Linked DNA regions of Mus musculus: region 1 is linked to region 2. Evidence: chromatin contacts called from public promoter capture Hi-C data. All regions are on one chromosome and are shown on one strand. Each heading gives the region's core, a stretch centred on a gene start, on an enhancer-like site or on the middle of the called end of the contact. The rest is flanking DNA. Distances are from core to core; before and after follow the strand shown. Region 1 has its middle 42 kb from the start of Snca. Region 2 holds the start of Snca (synuclein, alpha).

Region 1 (3,491 bases), core at 336-2,835, 41 kb after region 2:
CACAGCCTCCTCTTCTTTAATAATTGTTGTTACATATATAGATAAGCAAATAAATCAACATTTAAATATAACTTACTGAGTCCAATCAGTGCTGCTTGCATGAATATGTTTCTAGGGCTGATCACTTCATATTAGACAGTCAATCAAGGGGCTTATCCTTGGAGAAGGCTATTTCACCCTCTCTACAAAGTTATTCATAGCCTATAGTTCTTCAGGCATGGGGATCTCATGAGATCACCTCTATCTATATTGGAATAAGAACTGTTGTTCATGTATTGTTCAGGCAGCCATGTTGTTGAGGTGTCATTGGTGAAACTTTCCTGTTTTTTCTAGGCAACAGAATCTCACAGCAGATTTTTTTTTTTGGTCCTTTGACTTTTATAGCGCCTGAGATCTATAAGACAGTTCACTAATTATCATCCTATTGCAAGCTATGGCTATAGTTGAGCTTCCAGTTTGCTGTGGAGTAGAATATTATCCCCAATATCTTGAGCATGTTACTGGAGTAGCAGCCGCGTGTTTACCTGCTTCGAAAACACACAGGGAAGCAACAGACCTAAAAGGGAGTTGTCTCCTAACTTGTTGCAGGTGCTTATAGTTAGGATTGCAAACAGATTATAACACATTCTAAAACAAGATCATCCTACGACTGTACAGACCATATTGGGAAGTATTACAAATATGCACCCAGGAAGCTTTGCCTTTAAGGAGTTTATAAGCTAGTTGAGGGTGGAAAGCACAGGGTTTTAGAGTGGACATAGTTTTAGATGTGAAGGACAGTGTTTTAGAATAAAATAGAATGTGCTCACCATGTAACAGGAAGTTTCTCTTTGTAGCTAATAATTTGCAGAAATTACTATTATTGAACACTGCATGCACTGTGATTTCTACAACTTTAATTTTTTGTAATAAACTTTGCATTTTACATGTGTTTTGAGTACTGAAAATTAATAGATGTCCATTCATCATGTGAATATTCTATGAATAGAAAACAGGGCAACCTTTGCTACTGTTAGACTTAAGGAAAACAGTACGATATATATTTTTCATTTGAACCCTAAAAAAAAAATAGTTGGAATGAAAACAGGACTCCACATTTTCGAAGCATGAAGGAGATTTGGTGGACAGATATGCAGAGTTCTCAGAGGTGTACCACTAAAATCAACTGATTTGAAGGTTTTGAAAGAATATACAGTTTATCACCTTCCTCCACTACTTAGCCCAAGTACAGGAAAACAGTTCTTTTTATGTTTTTAACATTTGTTTTAAATCTTTGTGAATAAAAGTACTTAGCTGCCAGCTTAGATGTTTCTTAACATGCTGATCTAAGCAGAACCATAGAGGGGGTTCAGAGTTGGGCACTGGAAGGCTGGTGTTCCTGAGAATGCAGATGTGTGTTGGGAGCTGAGAGAATCAGGAAGCTCTGTAAGGAGGCTAAGCTTCATGGAAGCCACTGTGTGTGTGTGTGTGTGTGTGTGTGTGTGTGTATGCTACTGAGGGAAAAAGTCAGCAGATGCCCTACAGCACAGGAGGCCTGATGGGTGCCTGAGACAGAAGGGAGCCTGGAGACAACCAATCTGTGTCTTAGCAACAAAACACTTTTCTCAGCCAAGCTTTCCTCTTAGGCATTTGAAAAACAGCGGCAGCTTTAATTGTGGTGAAGAAGGTAGAAAGAACAAGGGCTTTTTAGAAGAGCAGTTTTCCTATAGAGACTTAATGAAGTTCTGAGAAATTCTTTCTGCTCTCTTGCCCTTCAAGTGTGCATAACACTATTTAGGAAAGCACCTAAGCTTTCACAACTGGAGATGCTAAGCCTGGGATTCTCCAAGGCTTGCTCAAGCTTTAGCATCCCTGTTCCTCCCCACTTTTCCAGTGAGTAGAGCCATGTTTCCTTTGTGATGTGGGAACAGATGGGGGAACATCTAACAAAGTGAGTAGGTGACATGAAAGTCATATTCACTTTACCGTCAACCTCTGTCTCCCTCTGTGAGGTGTTACTAATATATTCATCATAACATTATCAAAACAGGATAAACAGGTCTAAATTACTTCAAGACAGAATATATATGAATTTAACTATTTTTCATTTAAGATTTACTCAACAATTTTAAAGCCTAAACAGTTCTTTATAGCCATTAACCATGTTTTCCCTAATCTTTGTAACTTGTTTAATCACCAAAAATAAAATCTCTGCATTTTAAATTCTGTTTTTAAAAGTGATAGTTTCAATTGATGGCAAAAGTTTGAAACTTGCTTGCTTCTCAGAGCTGTGTATCCAGGTAAATGTTTTCCAAACATTCTGGCATTATGTGGACCATGAAATAGAATATAATCTTAGCCTGTAGGTCACTTTAAAACCCAGTGACACTGTACTTTGTCATGTTTTCCCCTTGAGATGGTTTTTATCTGGTGGAAATGGTGGAGTTATTCTGTTAGTAAATTATAAAGAAAAACTGCAAGTAGTTTCCTCAATAAAACTTAAATATCTACCATTAGGACTTGAATTTTACTGTTTCTAATCATTGTGAAACAAAATGAAATTGTAATTAAGTCAAAGTACAAATCTACTAAAAAAAAAATCTGTCAAATTAGTCAACACTATGTTTGTGCCAACTGGGAAGCAACGAGCTTTTGTACCCCAGCTGCTATGCAAACCCTGCAGCCAGTTTTATAATAAATAATTTGAAATGTATGATTTATGTTGTGAAAATAATGTATACCTTTCAAGCACTCCAGTTACCATAACAACAGAACAGAATGCATTTTATTTGATTTTTAGTTCAATCATTCATTTTTATATGGTTGTCACACTAAAAAATGAGAGATGAGGAAGGAACGGTGGTTGTGGGAGGGAGAGAAGAAAAAAAGGAGAAAGGGAAAGAGGAAGAGAGAATCACAGGAAAAGTATGAACATCTTCCCCACTGGATGCAGGCACAAATTTCCATCCATTCTTTGGTACTTGATGCTCTAAGATGTAATGGCCGCACAAAGCTGAGAAAGGCACGTTTTGGGGGATCTTTTGTTGGTTTGTGTGACAGGAGATGTTGTGTTAGTAAAATGTTAGCAGCAGATTTTAGAACCCCCCTGAAAAGGCTACTTTTTGCATCCTTTTCGTCTTTCTCTATTTCTTCCTTCCATTTCCTGAAACACAGATGCACTAAGGAGAATTATTACTGACATTTTAGATTTGAACAACATGGGACATCTGTTAAAGACACTAGAGTAGTGATTAGATGTAATTTTATCCTTGAACACTCTATGGAATAGAATCTCCATCCAATACTTGATTATCTGAGAACTTTTAGACAAGACAGATTGTTTCTATTTTATTTAAGTTATTGTATACTCTTGATGTTCGTACTTTAAATTAGTCAGAATGAAAAGTTGAAATGTAAGCTATGGTTGCAGTTGCTATGCTTTCCCCTGTCCCCTGTTAACACAAAGGGTTACAAGGTTTGGCTGGGCTACCTAGTCAACAGGAGGCTTACAA
Region 2 (3,101 bases), core at 315-2,814:
ACCAGCCACCCCAATTCATTAGTCACAGTGTCACTACCTACCTACATAGAGGACTCCCTCTTTTGTCTTTCCAGCTGCCTCTGCCACACCCTGCTTGGTTTTCTCAGCAGCAGCCACAACTCCCTCCTTGGCCTTTGAAAGTCCTTTCATGAACACATCCATGGCTAAAGATGTATTTTTGCTCCACACTAGAGAATACAGAATACATTTTGAATTAGAAAATTTGGGTAAAAAAATAATAATAATAAGGTTTAAAACAGCTAGAGAAAGAAAGGAAATTGAGGGGGAAAAATCAGTATGCCTTCCCCCAAGTCCTGGTGTAAGTGTGATTTCTTGGGTGGGGGGATGTGGGGGTGCTGGGCACAGTGTTGATTGATTGTTGAGTTATGTCACTCAATACTAGGAAAAAGTCATGTCACTTAAGGATGGGATGGATCTAGTTTGATCATTCGACTGCTCTTACATACATATTTCAGAAGAAGAGTTGCAGAAGGGGAGGTGGGCATCCTCTACCCCATCAAGTTCCCAGGGCCCAAAGGTTACATTCAAAGTAAAAAGACTATCTAGAAAAGGAACATGGGAGGTGGGCGTACAGAGATGGAGTGGGGGCAAGAGGATAAAAGACCCAGAGAGGAGTCAGTCTTTGGAGAAGGAAGGGAGGGGAACTGTTTAATCTAGAAGTAGGGAACTGCTTGAAGCCCAGCCTTTCTAATCTTGCAAGACCTTCTGCCCACCACTAGCTCTTTGCCTGCTATCTGCCCAGAGCAGGCGCTGTCCATACACTTGAGCAGTCTCACTTGAGCACCACCCAACCAAGAAGCTCTGTCCTCAGCTGGAATCCTCTAGAAGACCCTGCACCCCATGCTCATTAACCCTTTATCACCTGTTGCCTACTGTCCTCTGCACTTCTATTAATCATGGGCCAAAGGCACCCTTCTTCCTCTACAGAAAGAAGCTGAAATGCCTGGGGTTGGAGCATGAAAGTTGGATGCTCAAATTCCACCCAATGCCCAGCACTAAGCTTCCACCATCCAGCACTCAACATGAAACACCCTAGCGTTTCCGCTTGAAAAAGCAGATGCCACAGGCAACCTGGCCTTTCCCTCGGGCTTTGACAGGATGGAAGGGCATGTCTCCAGCGAAAGGAAAGCCGAGTGATGTACTTTCCACGCACTGGCCCAGTCCCCACCGCCAAAGCAGCTGTAGTTGGTCTTCTCTAGGCGTCCCGGCTCTTTGCTCCGGCTAGCTAAGATCCCCAGAGCTGCCCCATCTACAGGTACTTACCGGCTCCCTAGGCTTCTGAAGAACTCCGATTCTTCCTGTTTTCCCCAATCTAATTTCAATGAAAGAGGCAAGGGCAGGCAGGGGCAGGGGGAACACCTGCTGGTCTCCTGCCGTCTGCTGCCTGCTGCCGGGCGCTCTGGCTCCCTGGCTCCTTCACGTCGCCCCCGCAGCTGATTTGTCAGCGCCTCTCCCCGCCCCTCGCCTGCCTCGTGCCTTCGCTCCTCTTCCTAGGGAGGGGACGGGTTGGTTGGAGGTGCGGTGCGTGAGGGCTGTGGGTATCTGGAGCACATTCCCCCGGATGGAAGGAAGAGAGGACGGCCTGAGCCTCCCCTCGAGTTCAGAGGGCCCTCAGTTTTATCGTGGCTGAACTTGAGCTGGCGCCTCTCCTGCCCCACCCCCCTCCTTCCCTGCCTCAGTCTGTTCCCAGTTCCTCTAGGCGACCCCCTCCTCCAGGACGAGCCCAGATGCCACACCAGAGAGCTGGACCGCCTGAAATGGTCTGTGTGCGGAGCCAGGCAATGGAGAGGGAGCACACACCCTTGGGGTTGCTTTTGTTCACACAGCTTAAGATTTCCATTTGTTTTTACCCCGGAGGAGTCTAAAAGGGTTCTGGGTGCAAAGGGGAGCCGACTAAGGAAGAGTTACAGGTCGAAGAAGCAGGGGGAGGCTCAGCAAATCCTCATTCCCACTCCACTATCACCATTTTCTTTTCCACCAATCAGCGGCTGCCAGACGCTGATTTTTTTTTCCCCATCTGTGGAGCAAGGAATAAATATCCCCCAACCGTCGAAAACCAGCTGCCTCAAGGCTTTTTTGCACTTGAGAAAGTGGCTTACTATAGAGTTACAGGATAGGAAGGTAGCGGCTGTGGGATTCACCCTCTGGGACCATCACAGGCAGTTTCTTCCTTAGTCCCTACTTAATGGCAGATTTTGCACACCTCTTACCTTTCCGACTTCTGGCTGCGTGGAGCTCCAGCGAACAGACTCTTCTTCCAATCCAAGCACACGCGCAGATAGATGCACAGGCTTTGAGACAATTTCTGTGTTACTTAACACGTTCCCACTTCTCTCTGAGATGAGCAGAATACCACTGTTTTATAGCAGAGTGGATTTGAGTGCCAAGCTCCTCCCCCAGCAGAGTGCCTTGCTTTTCCTTTCTTGTATTCTGAACTTGTGTTGGGCACTGGAAGCTAAATCAAGCGTTTACTGTATTAAAAGGGGGGGGGGGTCGTAGGAGGGAATGCTTTCTCTGATCCTTGAAGTCAGTTGACTTCTGAATCCTGAAAAATAAATAAATAAATAAATAAATAAATAAATAAATTGAAGTCTAAAAAAGCATTTGAAACAAGGGACAAGCAGCTTGTTTGGCATGCTATAAAGGAAGGAGGCAGATAAAACCACAAATGCAGAGTACAAGTAATGTGACAGAAATTAACTGTTTAAGCAACGCCTTCAATTCTTATTCCCTTTAAAAATCAACCTTCCTACACACTAGTGGCACATACCATGTTTACTTGAAATTAAAGGAAAAGGTGGCACCTCTGCAGTAGATAGGGTTAGATCCTGGGCTCTAGCATCCCCATCCTGCCAAGTTAGGACACCTGTCCTCAACCAGCCAGGTAAAGTGACATATAAATAGTGAAATACTAGAAATGGGAGTAATTCAATGTGGCCACGTTAAGAAGAGGAACAGAGGTTTAGTGCCCCAAGTTCATCTTGTTTAGATAGAGGTCAGGATGTATGTATGACTAAGCAGTAGGTCAAAGTGTGCTTCCAGCTACTGTCTCTGTCTCCGCTCCAGTCTCTTCTGCAAGG

The links. Promoter capture Hi-C pulls out the DNA fragments that hold promoters and counts their contacts.
Region 1: a promoter capture Hi-C map of hippocampal neurons shows a contact between it and region 2, with 2.9 times the contacts expected there. The contact joins the enhancer-like site here to the promoter of Snca in region 2. A contact is called at or near these places in 2 of 39 promoter capture datasets (fetal liver and hippocampal neurons), 4 of 484 Hi-C or Micro-C datasets (cerebral cortex, cortical neurons, olfactory sensory neurons and 1 more) and 1 of 9 other capture datasets (adipose tissue).

Annotation. Positions count from the first base shown.
Region 1 is chr6:60,868,801-60,872,291 of GRCm38.p6, forward strand. No RefSeq gene overlaps it. Among named protein-coding and RNA genes, the nearest start is that of Snca, 42 kb to the left of the region's middle. Within about 2 kb of position 1,586, at least 13 of the 459 cell types and tissues checked have an H3K27ac peak or open chromatin away from gene starts, as enhancers often do. A contact at or near this core is called in cortical neurons, hippocampal neurons, olfactory sensory neurons and 1 more, where this site is marked.
Region 2 is chr6:60,827,440-60,830,540 of GRCm38.p6, forward strand. Snca (synuclein, alpha) reads right to left here and starts at 1,565. Exons shown (of 6, transcript NM_001042451.2): 1 at 1,285-1,565; 2 at 42-188. The coding sequence starts at 162.